Regions from separate parts of the Ovis aries genome. Here region 2 is linked to region 1. A link is a contact called in public Hi-C data. All regions are on one chromosome and are shown on one strand. Each heading gives the region's core, a stretch centred on a gene start, on an enhancer-like site or on the middle of the called end of the contact. The rest is flanking DNA. Distances are from core to core; before and after follow the strand shown. Region 1 overlaps TCEANC2 (transcription elongation factor A N-terminal and central domain containing 2). Region 2 has its middle 39 kb from the start of ACOT11.

Region 1 (5,294 bases), core at 1,492-3,991:
GGCTGCCATTGTGCCCTGAATCCCAGCCATATGTGCCTTTATTTTATTGGACTGTCTCTATGGGTTCTGCCATCTGCTCAAGCTCACCTCTTTTAAATCAGAATTTAGTGCCTTTTCTTGTGTACATCATATGGGAGTTTTCTCCTAGTATTTTCATTTTAGTCAGTGTTTGCTCTGACATAAACTCTCTAGGAGCAAATGTCCAATAGGCAGCTAGAGATGGAGAACTGAAACTCAGATGAGAGATATTTAGACTAAAAATCTGTATTTGGAACACATTTGCCTGGAGGCGTTTGCTTAAAATCATTTAAGTGGATGAATTCTTTGAGTAAAAGAAAAGATTAAAGGCCCGAAGGATTGAAATGAGGAGAATATCCATGGAAGGAAAGTGGGAAGAGGAAGAGGAGCTGCTGAAGAAGTGGATGGAGTGTAATTAGAGGAGGAGAACCAGGGCCATGCAGTGACGCGTGGCCTAAGGAGGAGAGTGTTTTAAGAGACAGGAAAAGTGAGTGGCCTCACTGTTCTCAAGTGGTCTGGTAAGTTGAGGGCTAGCTGGGCAAAAGCCTTTGGATCTGCCTCTTAATGGGGCCTCTGTGGCTTGAATATCTTTATTATAAAGGAAACCGGTGGGCAGGGAGTGTCAAGTAAATGGCTGATAAGGCAATGTAGTTAGGCCTTGCACCCAGCCTACAAGGCGAGCATGCTCTACTTCTGCAACACTGTAGATATAAATAATCTGGGAAAGGTTTTAAGTCAATCATATTGATCTGATTTTCATCTATAATTGATTAACAACAAAAAACCCTATACTTAAAAAATGCTTTCCCCACTGTGACTTCCCTGGAGGAGGAAATGGCAACCCACTCCAATATTCTTGCCTGGAGAATCCCATGGACAGAGGAGCCTGGCAGGCTACAGTCCATGGGGTCGCAGAGAGTCGGACACGACTGAGTAACTAACACACTATGACTTCATCTGATCCATATAACAGTGCTATAAAGTGAATCTTATTATTTTCTCATTTTACAAATGAGAACACTGAGGCTTAGAGAGCTTAAAGTAATTTGCCTCAGTTCAGGAAACAAAATAAGCTACAAAACTAAGAGGGACTTAGGCCATGTCTTCCTACCTCCTGAAACCCAAAGATGCACCTTGGCAAGCTCAAGGTGCTTGAGCTTGGCACCTTGGACCTTTAAGGCCCAGATGAAACATAATCTTGGTGAAGCAAAAGTGTTTGTTGAGTGAATAAATGAGTTAGTGAGTGAATGAATGACTGGGGATGTGATTTGACTTGCCCAAGTTCACAGAGTAACTTAGTGGAAAGGTACTTTCCAGTAGCCTTCCATTCTCAGGTTGTTCTATAGATTCACATTGTTTTAGCAATCCTGAACTACTGAGAAGCTCCTGTAGTCACTATCTATGAATAGTGCCATACAAACTGCCACAAAATTGTTGTTGCTATTGTGGTTCAGTTGCCAAGTTGTGTCCAACTCTTTGCGAACCATGAACTATAGCACGCCAGGCTTCCCTGTCCTTCACTATCTCCTGGAGTCTGCTCAAATTCAAGTCCTTTGTGTCGATGATGCCATCCAACCATCTCATCCTCTGTCACCCCCTTTCTCCTCCTGCCCTCAGTCTTTCACAGCATCAGAGTCTTTCCCAGTGAGTCAGCTGTTAGCATCCGATGGCCAAAGTGTTGGAGCTTCAGCTTCAGCATCAGTCCTTCCAATGAATATTCAAGGTTGATTTCCTTTAGGATTGACTAGTTTGATCTCCTTGCTGTCCAAGGGACTCTCAAGAGTCTTTCCCAGCACCACTGTTCAAAAGCCAGGAAATTAATGGTTTAAACACTAGGTTTATTATCTTACATTTCTGTATGTTAGACCTTTAGTACAGGTCTCAGCTAAAATCATGGTGTCAGTAGGGCTGTATTCCTTCTGGAGACTCGAGGGGAGAATCGGTTTCATTGCCTTTTCCAGTTTCTAGAAGCCACCTGCTTTCTGTGGCATGTGATTCCCTTCCTCCATCTCCAAAGCTGGCAATGGTGGGTTGGATTTTTCCCACACCTCATCTCTCTGACCCACTCTTCTGCCTCTAAAAACTTATGTGATTAGATTGGCCCCACCTAGGTAATCCAGACTCATCTCCTCCTTTTGGGGTCCTTAACTTTAATCACGCCTTTTTCCTTTTAAGGCAACAGATTCACGGGTTCTGAGGTTTAGGGCATGGATATCTTTGGGAACATTATTTTGCCTATCACAGCGCTCCAATTACACTGTGCTCTTTCAGCTTCTCTGCCCTTGTTCACTCCACTGCTTGTCAAGACTTAGGACAAGAATTGCCTCTTGCATGGTATTCCCTGGTCCATTTGCCAGCCAGATTGACTCCTGTGTCCTTTTGACTCTCCTTTGGGTTCCCCTTTCAATACTGTCTTAGAACCTGTGACACTTTGGTGCATATGTTTTTGTTTAGATGTCTTCTCCCGTGCTTAGACCTCTGTGGAGCTCCTTGAATAAAGGGCTATGTCTTGTTCAACATTCTATCCCAAGGTCTAGCACAGGGTCTGGTACTTACTAAGTATTTGATAATGTTTGTTAAATGAGCAAAAGACCACTTCCTGCAGGGAATTTGTCTTAACAATGTGCTGGGATGCAGAAACCCCATACTCTTCAACCCAGGGGACTTGACCTAGATCATAAGACCAGCCAGTGGCACTGCTTGCTTTAAAACATAAACTTCATGGAGCAAATAATGACTTTTTGCAGATCATTAACTTCCTTGATGTAGCTACTGACCAACTTGTGACCTTGGGGAAAGGTCATGGAGCCTCATTTTTTCATCTGAATCAGGAGGAGGTAGGACTATATGATCACTGGAGGCAGCAGTATGGGTTTAATACTTGAGCTCGAGCCAGACTGCCTACGTTTGAAACTTGGCCTTGCTGCTTATTTGCTGTGTCCTGTGCAAGTTCCTTAACCTCTTAGTTCCTCAGGTTCTTTACCTGCCAAACAAGGTATCGTCATAGCACCTACCTCATAGGGTTGTTCTGAGAGTTCATTGGCTTAAGTGTAAAGTGTTCAGTGCAGTGGCAAGCTGTCATTATTGTCATGAAATTCATTGTCTGATCTAAAGATTCGTTTTGCCTTGTTTTTTATAGAAGGCGGTTCCTTAGGCCTCCTCTCTTCTCTTTTCCTGCCCCAGACTGAAGGCCTTCCCTGCTGCCACTCTTCCCTTTGTCACCCTGTTGCTGGCACATCCTGCATCCCCCATTCTCCTCCTGGCCCGGCCCTGCTTGGAGTGTTTCCCTGGTGTTGGGAGAGCCTTCTGACCAAGCTGGGTAGGACTGCAGTGGGGGACCCTGTGGAGTATACTGCCCCCTGCGGGCCAGGAGCAGTGATCACTTGTCCTGGCCTGAGTGCCCGAGGCTTCTGCTATTTGGCCACCTCTCAGGACCTGTGCTCTTCTGATTTGGAAATATCAAGAAGGTGAACAACATTATCTCAACAGAGCTTTATTGAACACTCCCTATATGCCAGTCCCTAATGACAGAGGAGGACAGGGTGTTGGGTTAAGTGTGCAGACTCTAGGGTCAGGTGGCTGTGCTCAGATTCTGGCTCACATGCTTACTAGCTGTGAGGCCAGGGCAGGTTGCTTTGCTGAGCTTCAGTTTCTCACTTGTAAAAAGAGATATGACAATAGTATTTAATTCATTGTTTAGTTATTTAAAAATGAGATAATTCCTATAGACTTTGGAGTAGTAAGCAGGAAGCATTCTTAGCAGTGGGTAAGAATTAGAACCTCTTCATTCAGTACTTTACAGCATAGTTCATTATTTTGTTTGCAATTGTGTGATTTTCCCAATCAACTGCATCCATATTCAGATGTTACTACAAAGCCAATTTGAAAGCCAAATGTAAACTTTTTTGTTTTTTTTTTAATGTAACTGATTCAGTTCAGCAAACATTTCTTGAATGATTTGTGGTAGGCACTGTGCTGGGAGCTGGGACTGTATCTTGGAGTAAGGAGTAAGGTGTGGGGTTCTGCCCCCAAGATGTTTACATCAAGCTTAGAGGAAAAAAATGAGCATTTAACCTTTCTAGGCAGGGAAACTGAGCTAAGGTACAGAAATGTAAGAAGGCCAGAGAGCCTGACCCCAAACAAGGGCATGCAAACTGTTCTCTATGACTAGGTCTTTGTACCTGGGGGGCAAGGTGTAGGAAGGTTGAGACTGAGGGGAGCGAGGAAAGAGAGAGACATGGTAAGAGATATGGCCAGAGAGGTTCCAGGGCATTGAGGGCTTGAATCTATACTGAGAAATTAATTTGAAGACAGAGGAGAAAACCACTGAAGGGCTTCCAGTAAGGGAATGATGTGATCAAATTGTGTTTTTAGAAGCTTAATTTAACTTTAATATGGAGGATGAATTGGAGAAAGCCAGTCTGGGGACAAAGATTGGTTAGTAAGTCACTGCAGTAGACCAGTGAAGAAGTGATAAGGACCTGAATCGGGGCAGCAGTGAGACTAATGCGGGAAGTGAGAAAGGAAAAGTTATAAGAAATGTTAAGGAGATAAAATGACAGGTGAGTAGCACTGCCATGAAATACAGGAGGAGGGACTGAGGGGGAAGTCATGAGTTCCACTTTCCATTTTAGAAATGTTGAGCTAGAGGTGGCTTGCAAAATAAGCAAGTGGAGCTGTCCAGCAGGGGCTGGATACATGGGTCTTGAGCTCAGTGAGAGCCTTAGGAAATAATCTGCTTGCAGATGGTAGTTGGGCCCCAGAAGCGGGTAAGATTACTCAGGAAAAACAGTTGAAGAAAGAAGAGAAGAGGCCAAGGACAATGCCCCAGCTAGGCTGCACTGGTAATTAAAGGTTTGGCAAGGCACATACCAGCAGAGGAGATGGAGAAGGAAGAGGAGAACCATTAACACCTCAGAAAGCAGTGGAAGAGAATATTTCGGAAGGAAGAAGGCAGCAGTGCCAGGTGCCACAGAATGATAAAGTAGCATCACAATAAAAAGGTCCAGTGGACAAGCAGAAGCACTCTCGTCTTGAGGGGCTTCTGCATCTTCATTTCTCAAGGAGAAAGCTGGATCAACAGTGCCTTTCTTGGGAAGAGAAAAGGATAAGCTGGGGAACACATGAAGGGAAAGATCTCTATTCCAAAGAAATTCAAGTGTACCTGTAGTATAGCATTTACCATGGTTTTTTAGGATTCCTTACAGGTTGATCCAGCCCATGAGACTGTGAGTTGAACTGCATAGATACACACAGTCCCACTACTCAGAAGAGAC
Region 2 (5,749 bases), core at 1,940-4,439, 360 kb after region 1:
GAAACCAACCACCCTCTGCCCGCGATTAGCCCCTGATCCTCTTGGGATCTCTGGGTCCCAAATGATAATTCCTTGGACAGTCTGATGGACAATTAATGATGCGTGCCTCCTTTGGGATCTCTTTTTTTGTCTGCTTTTAAAATTTCAGTCTAAGGTGCCTGTTCTGGTGGTGGTGGTTTAGACACTAAGTCGTGTCCGACTCTTGTGACCCCATGGACTATAGCCCTCCAGGTTTCTCTGTCCATGGGATTTTCCAGGCAAGAATACCAGAGTGGGTTGCCATTTCCTTCTCCAGGGGATCTTCCCAACCCAGGAATTGAACCCCGGTGTCCTGCACTGCAGGCAGATTCTTTACCAACTGAGCTACGAGGGAAGCCTGTTTTATAGGAGTCCTTACACTTCATGTCTGCACCCTTTAAATCTCTATTTCCATAGGCTTGCTATTCAAATCAGGAACTAGAACGTTTTGAATCAAAGCTCACCTCTGACCCCTCCCACTGCCTCATTTCCACATGCTAAAGGTAGGAGGCTACCTCTGTATCCTTTTCTCTCTGGCCATACCGACTCTGCCTGATGGTTCCTGTATCTGCACCTCTCTCTGGTCTCCCTCACTCAGATTAGTTTTTCAATGCTCAGCTCTGCTCTGTCACTTCCTGGACTACAAAATTGGAGGGGCGAGTCCCTCCCCCATTGTCTGAGGACTGAAGCTCCAACTGTTATGCCTTCAAGGCATAGTGCCCCAAGGCCTAGCCCCGGCCTCTGTGCAACCACTCCCCAACCCTGGATATGTTCTCCATGCTCCAGTTGTTCAATGTGCAAATGTTTTTTCGAACCCTTACTATGTGCCAGGAGTTGTGTTGGGCACCCAGAAATTAACTGATGCACAATTCCCAGAAACCAAGTGTGTTTCGAGAGCTCAAGGGTTTGGGGGCTCTGAGAAGGGGTGCGGAATTGAGAGAGGGACTGGGCTGCAGCCAGCTCTCTTCTTGCTGGTTTCCTGTTTACTATTAACAGCTGCCCATCCCGCCTAACACACAAACGCCCAAGTGAACCTTGGTATGTTTTCAGACCAGCAGCTCAATCACAAACATGAAGCAGGCTACTTGAAATTTGCCTTCAGCTGCCTTGAAAATCTGCAGAGAGACCCCCTTTAATCCCTCCCTTGCTTGCACTCCCCAACTTTCTGCCTTCCTCGCCTCTCCTTGGAGGACATATGGCCCCTTGAAGTTTTTGTTTGCTTGAAGGGAGGGGAAAAACCCCCAAATACCCAGCTTCAGTGTGGAAGTTTTTTCCATTTTTAAAATATTATTAAGCATCAAGAGACAGAGCAATCTGCTTGCAGATACTATACGTGCATAATTAATAAAATCTCATTATTTATTTATAGAGACACACGAGGAACTGGAGAATTAGGGCTATCCCCATTATATATGAAGAGAGGGAGAGAAAGAGTGGGAGAGAGAGGCTAATACTTTTTGAATGTTAGAGCCTTCCAGAGAAGTGAATCTCTCAGTAGGCAATGAATAAGAGAAGGTATCTACTCCTCCTCAGAGTGGTGTTCCGAGCTAGGAAACACCAGAGAGCAGAAACCTGGTTCCGCTTAAAGAAGGAACGGGACCAGCTCGGTGCTCTAAGTGCCCAGGATGCCGGCTTTGGGTACTTGGCAGGAAAGCAGGAAGCACCGTGGAGGGCCTGGCGACAGGGAAAGAGCCAGTCCGGGGATTCTGAAGGAGGGGGACTTAGGCACAGAATCCCTCCCTGGTAGGTGGGGGTAGCAGTGGGCACGGTCACACCATGGGCACCACGTAAATTGCCCAGACACCGGCTGAGGTGAGCCCCTGGTTCCGCTGGTCCTTTATAAAGCAGGTAACGGTCACTGAAAGGGGGAGGGGGGGCTTTTCTAAATGCCAACTCTGCCCTTGGATCTCTGCATGCCAGATGCCCGGCCAGGGCCGCCAATATCAATAACCCAACTTATTATGTAACAGCCCCTGCGGCCAGGCAGGCAGGGGTCAGAGCCTCCCAGGCTTCTTGAGTTGGGGTGGATCTTCGCTCTCCCTGTTCTCTCTCTCTCTCTCCCCTCTCTCATTTTTTCTTGAGACATGCTTTAAAATAGAAAACAGGCTTGTGCAGTAACCAACCCCACAGAAAGGGGTAGTTTGGAGGGATGTTTTTCCCCCCCCATCTCCCTCAAGTGCAAGCAACTCAGGGAGCAGAACACTCAGTCTTCCCGGGGCGGTGGGCTCCGGCGGGGGGCGGGGAGAAGGGCTAGGGAGGGGGTCGGCTTGAGCAGCAGCCCCCGCAGGGTTACCCGGGCGCGTGCAGGGAAACGTCTCAGCAATTCCAGCGCCCAAGCGGAGCGCGCGGGGGGGGCGGGGGCGCGCGGCGCGGGGCACCTTGAAACCGCCGGCGGCCGAGCGCTGATTGGCCGAGCCGCCGCCTCGGCGTTCCAGCCAGGCGCCCCTCCCCCCGCGCCGTCCACCCCGGAAGGAATTTCCTCCTCTGGCGGCCGCTATTGTTGTCCGCCTTCGCTGTTTGGGTCGGATCGCGTAACCATAGTATCCAAACTGTGTCCGCGCGGGGCCCCAGCCTGGGACCCCTGTGCCCCCAGCCCCTGCAAGCCACCCCCCCCACTTTTTTTTTTTTTTTTTTTGCAGCCTACTTATCATGACTTCATCGGACTCCGGGGAACAGGAGAGGGGGATGGGGCGGGGGGAGCTGGCCCGCTCCTGGCGGCCCTTACTCCGAGATGTTTTCAATTATAATTTTTTTAAAAAAAGTCTGCTTTGTGGGTTCGGGGCTTTTAAATTCTTCCTACTCCCCCCACTTCCATTAAACCGTTGGACCAAACTTGAGTGGGATTTTCCCTCCGTTTCCCCTTCACCGTCTTCACCCTGAATTTGCTGCTCACATCTGAGGCTGGGGAGACAGCAGAAGTCACCCCCCAAACCCAGCCCCTCAAGCTCGGCCTGTGCCCCGGTCTCTGGGCCTGGGCTTGAGCTGGAGAAGGCGAGGTCGGACCCTGCAGCCCACACCCTCTACCCCGGGGCGCTTCCTGGCGGGGCTGGGGGACCCGTGGAGGAGGAGGTATGGGGGTGCATGCCTGCCAACCCCTTATCAAAGGGATGCGGGAGTGACGGGGGAAACAGCTGACAGGTTCTTGGGAAAACAAGCCTCCTCTCCCCTCAGATTCCTCCCTCAGATCTCTGAACACAGAGACATCCTAGTCCGCGCGAGCAGCCTGAGACCAATACCTGTTCTCTACTCCTGCGAAAAAACAAAAATAGAAGCCTTGTCCTTGCGAAATATTTTGCTGGGAGAGGTGGGGGGTGGGGGGGCCCTAGCAGTAAGTCCGCACCCGGGCTGTGGGCAGCGCGGGAGCCTCCGGGACTGGGGCTGGCCGCGGGGGGCGGTGTGTGTGCCGGGGGGTGTCAAACATTCCCAGAACTCAAGTATTCTCCCGGCGCCCGTTGGGGCGGGGGCAGCAGCTGCGGCGGCCCAAGTTCGGGGCAACACTGCCCCCTAGGGGCCACTGCAGTAAGTTTGCAGCCGGGGCGGCGAGGGGCCTTAAGGACGGAGTCAATGGTACCTGGGCAGGGGCGACAATAACTCCCCCGGTGACCGGTGACAGGCCTGAAGAGGGCTTCCAAGCACCCGTTCTAGGGGCGGGGAAGATGCGATGGTGAGGTTTTGTGTTTGCTCTAGAATCTAAAACTTTGGCAGAGTGGGTGCATCCTACTGGCTTCCAGTGGTGGAATGGCCTTTTAATATCAATGAATCTGGTACCCTTTTTGTGCAGTTGAGGAAACTGAGTCCCAGAGAGGGGAGCGATTTGCTCAGGGACATGGTTTTGCACCCAATCCTTCTGGGGTCCTGTGGCGTTTTTGAATTCACAGTCTTCCTTCATCCCTTAGTGGCTCTTGTAAACCTTGTAGAGAGGTTTATCAGAGGCAGTATAGGACATTTACAGATGAAAAATCAGTCCTACAGCGGGGTGAGAACTCAAGTCCCCTGTCTTTCAGTCCAGCTCTCTATACTATGGGGACTTGGAGGGACTTGAACCATAGACTCAACTAGCTGGCCAGCTCTTCATTTGGGGCGATGGCTGTGGTGCTCAACACCCATTCCTACCAGACCAGCCTGTAAGTGGCTGCTCCAGGCTGAGGGGCTCCAACAGAAGAGTGTGGGTCTGCTGAAACCTGAGTTGTAGGTTCCTAAACTGTTGCTGTCTCTGGGCCTCAGTTTCCCCATCTCTAAAATGGGGAGTGGGCAAGCAAGAGGAACAGAAAGGCATCTTGTATCTCCAGTGTTCAGAGCTGCTGTACTGCTTCTCCTTGTCTTTTGTCTGTCTCACCCTCTCTCCTCGGCTCTCCCTTGCTCCTCAGTTGGGGGTCGGCTGGGCTGGCTTCTTGAGCCCGCCCTTCCTCCCTTCCGGCAGGGCTTCTGCGGCTGCCCCTCCCCTTCCCTCCCCTCCTGGCTGGCGCAGAGCAGACTGCGGGAGGGAGCAGTGGGCAAGGAGCCAGCAGAGCGTCCAGTCAACCCCTTGGGAAAACAGGGTGTGTGTGTGTGTGTGTGTGTGTGTGTGTGTGTGTGTGTTGGGGAGGCATTGTCAGAGGTAGCAGCTCGGCTCAGCAGGGGCAGAGTCCCTAGAGGTTATTTGTGTCCAAGGTGACTGGTGTCCGAGCTGGCTGCTGGCCTCCTTCCTCTCTCCCTAGAGATTCGAGGAGCTGCACAGGGAGTCGTTTCCACTCCTCCCTCTCTCTTGCCGCCCACGAACAATCAGGCACCAAGTCTGGTCCTTTCTCCCCTTAAATATCTCTCCAGTTGTTCCCTTCTCCACATCTCTTAGCCACCATCTTAATCTGCCAGCTTGCTGGTATCCAGGGGGCTTGAAACTGGCCCCTCCACCAAGCCTTCTGAACCACAAAGCACATATTCCCGTGCTGCTTCTGTCTATGCCCTGCGTTTCCCTGCCCTGTGGATCAGCTGCAGGCTGGTGAGACCCTCCATGATCTAGGCCTTTCCACCTTGATCATCTCATTTTATTTCTCTCAGATGCATCTTTTGTGTCTTAGTGATACATGCGTGTGGGCGTCCCTGGTGGCTCAGATGGTAAAGAATCCACCTGCAATGCGGGAGACCTGGGTTCGATCCCAGGGTTGGGAAGATCCCCTGGAGAAGGGCATGGCAATCTGCTCCGGTACTCTTGCCTGGAGAACCCCCATGGACAAAGGAGTCCTTGGGGTCACAAAGAGTCGGATGACACTACATGTGACCTCCAGAGCCTGCCCTGCTCCTTAGACTTGCACAGGCTGTCACTGTGAGGTCCTGCCAGGGCTTGGAGATACTGAGGTGAACCAGCCTTCCCTGCAGAAAGCATAGTGGTATAATGATGGTTGGCAGAATGATGTCTTAAGAGAACTGTCACCCAGTCTGGGGGGAAATCAGGGAAGGCTCCCTGAAGGAGGTGATCCTTATGCTGAGTCCCAAGGGAGAAGTAGGAATTAGCCACATAAACAGAGCTAAAGGGGAGACAGTTCATTCAGGGAGAGGGAATGGCAGGAATAGGCAACAGCATGGGCAAGCGCAAGACATGAGGGAGCATGACCTTTAATGAAACCGAAGATGGCGTGGCGGAAATGTAAGGGGAGAGGACAGTGGGGAAGAGATGCGACTGGAGAGGGAGTCAGATCCGAGTGGTCCTTGTGTGCTGGCCTGAGGAGCTGTGATTGTCACATCCAGTCCCTAG

What was found. Hi-C and Micro-C count contacts between places; a contact is called where the count stands out from the background.
Region 2: a Hi-C map of liver shows a contact between it and region 1, with 4 times the contacts expected there. The contact joins two enhancer-like sites. A contact is called at or near these places in 9 of 16 Hi-C or Micro-C datasets (hypothalamus, liver, mesenteric adipose tissue and 5 more).

The regions. Positions count from the first base shown.
Region 1 is chr1:28,603,825-28,609,118 of ARS-UI_Ramb_v3.0, forward strand. The region is part of intron 3 of TCEANC2 (transcription elongation factor A N-terminal and central domain containing 2); the gene reads left to right. Among named protein-coding and RNA genes, the nearest start is that of TCEANC2, 26 kb to the left of the region's middle. Within about 2 kb of position 2,742, at least 2 of the 54 cell types and tissues checked have an H3K27ac peak or open chromatin away from gene starts, as enhancers often do. A contact at or near this core is called in liver, where this site is marked.
Region 2 is chr1:28,966,707-28,972,455 of ARS-UI_Ramb_v3.0, forward strand. No RefSeq gene overlaps it. Among named protein-coding and RNA genes, the nearest start is that of ACOT11, 39 kb to the right of the region's middle. Within about 2 kb of position 3,190, at least 41 of the 54 cell types and tissues checked have an H3K27ac peak or open chromatin away from gene starts, as enhancers often do. A contact at or near this core is called in liver, where this site is marked.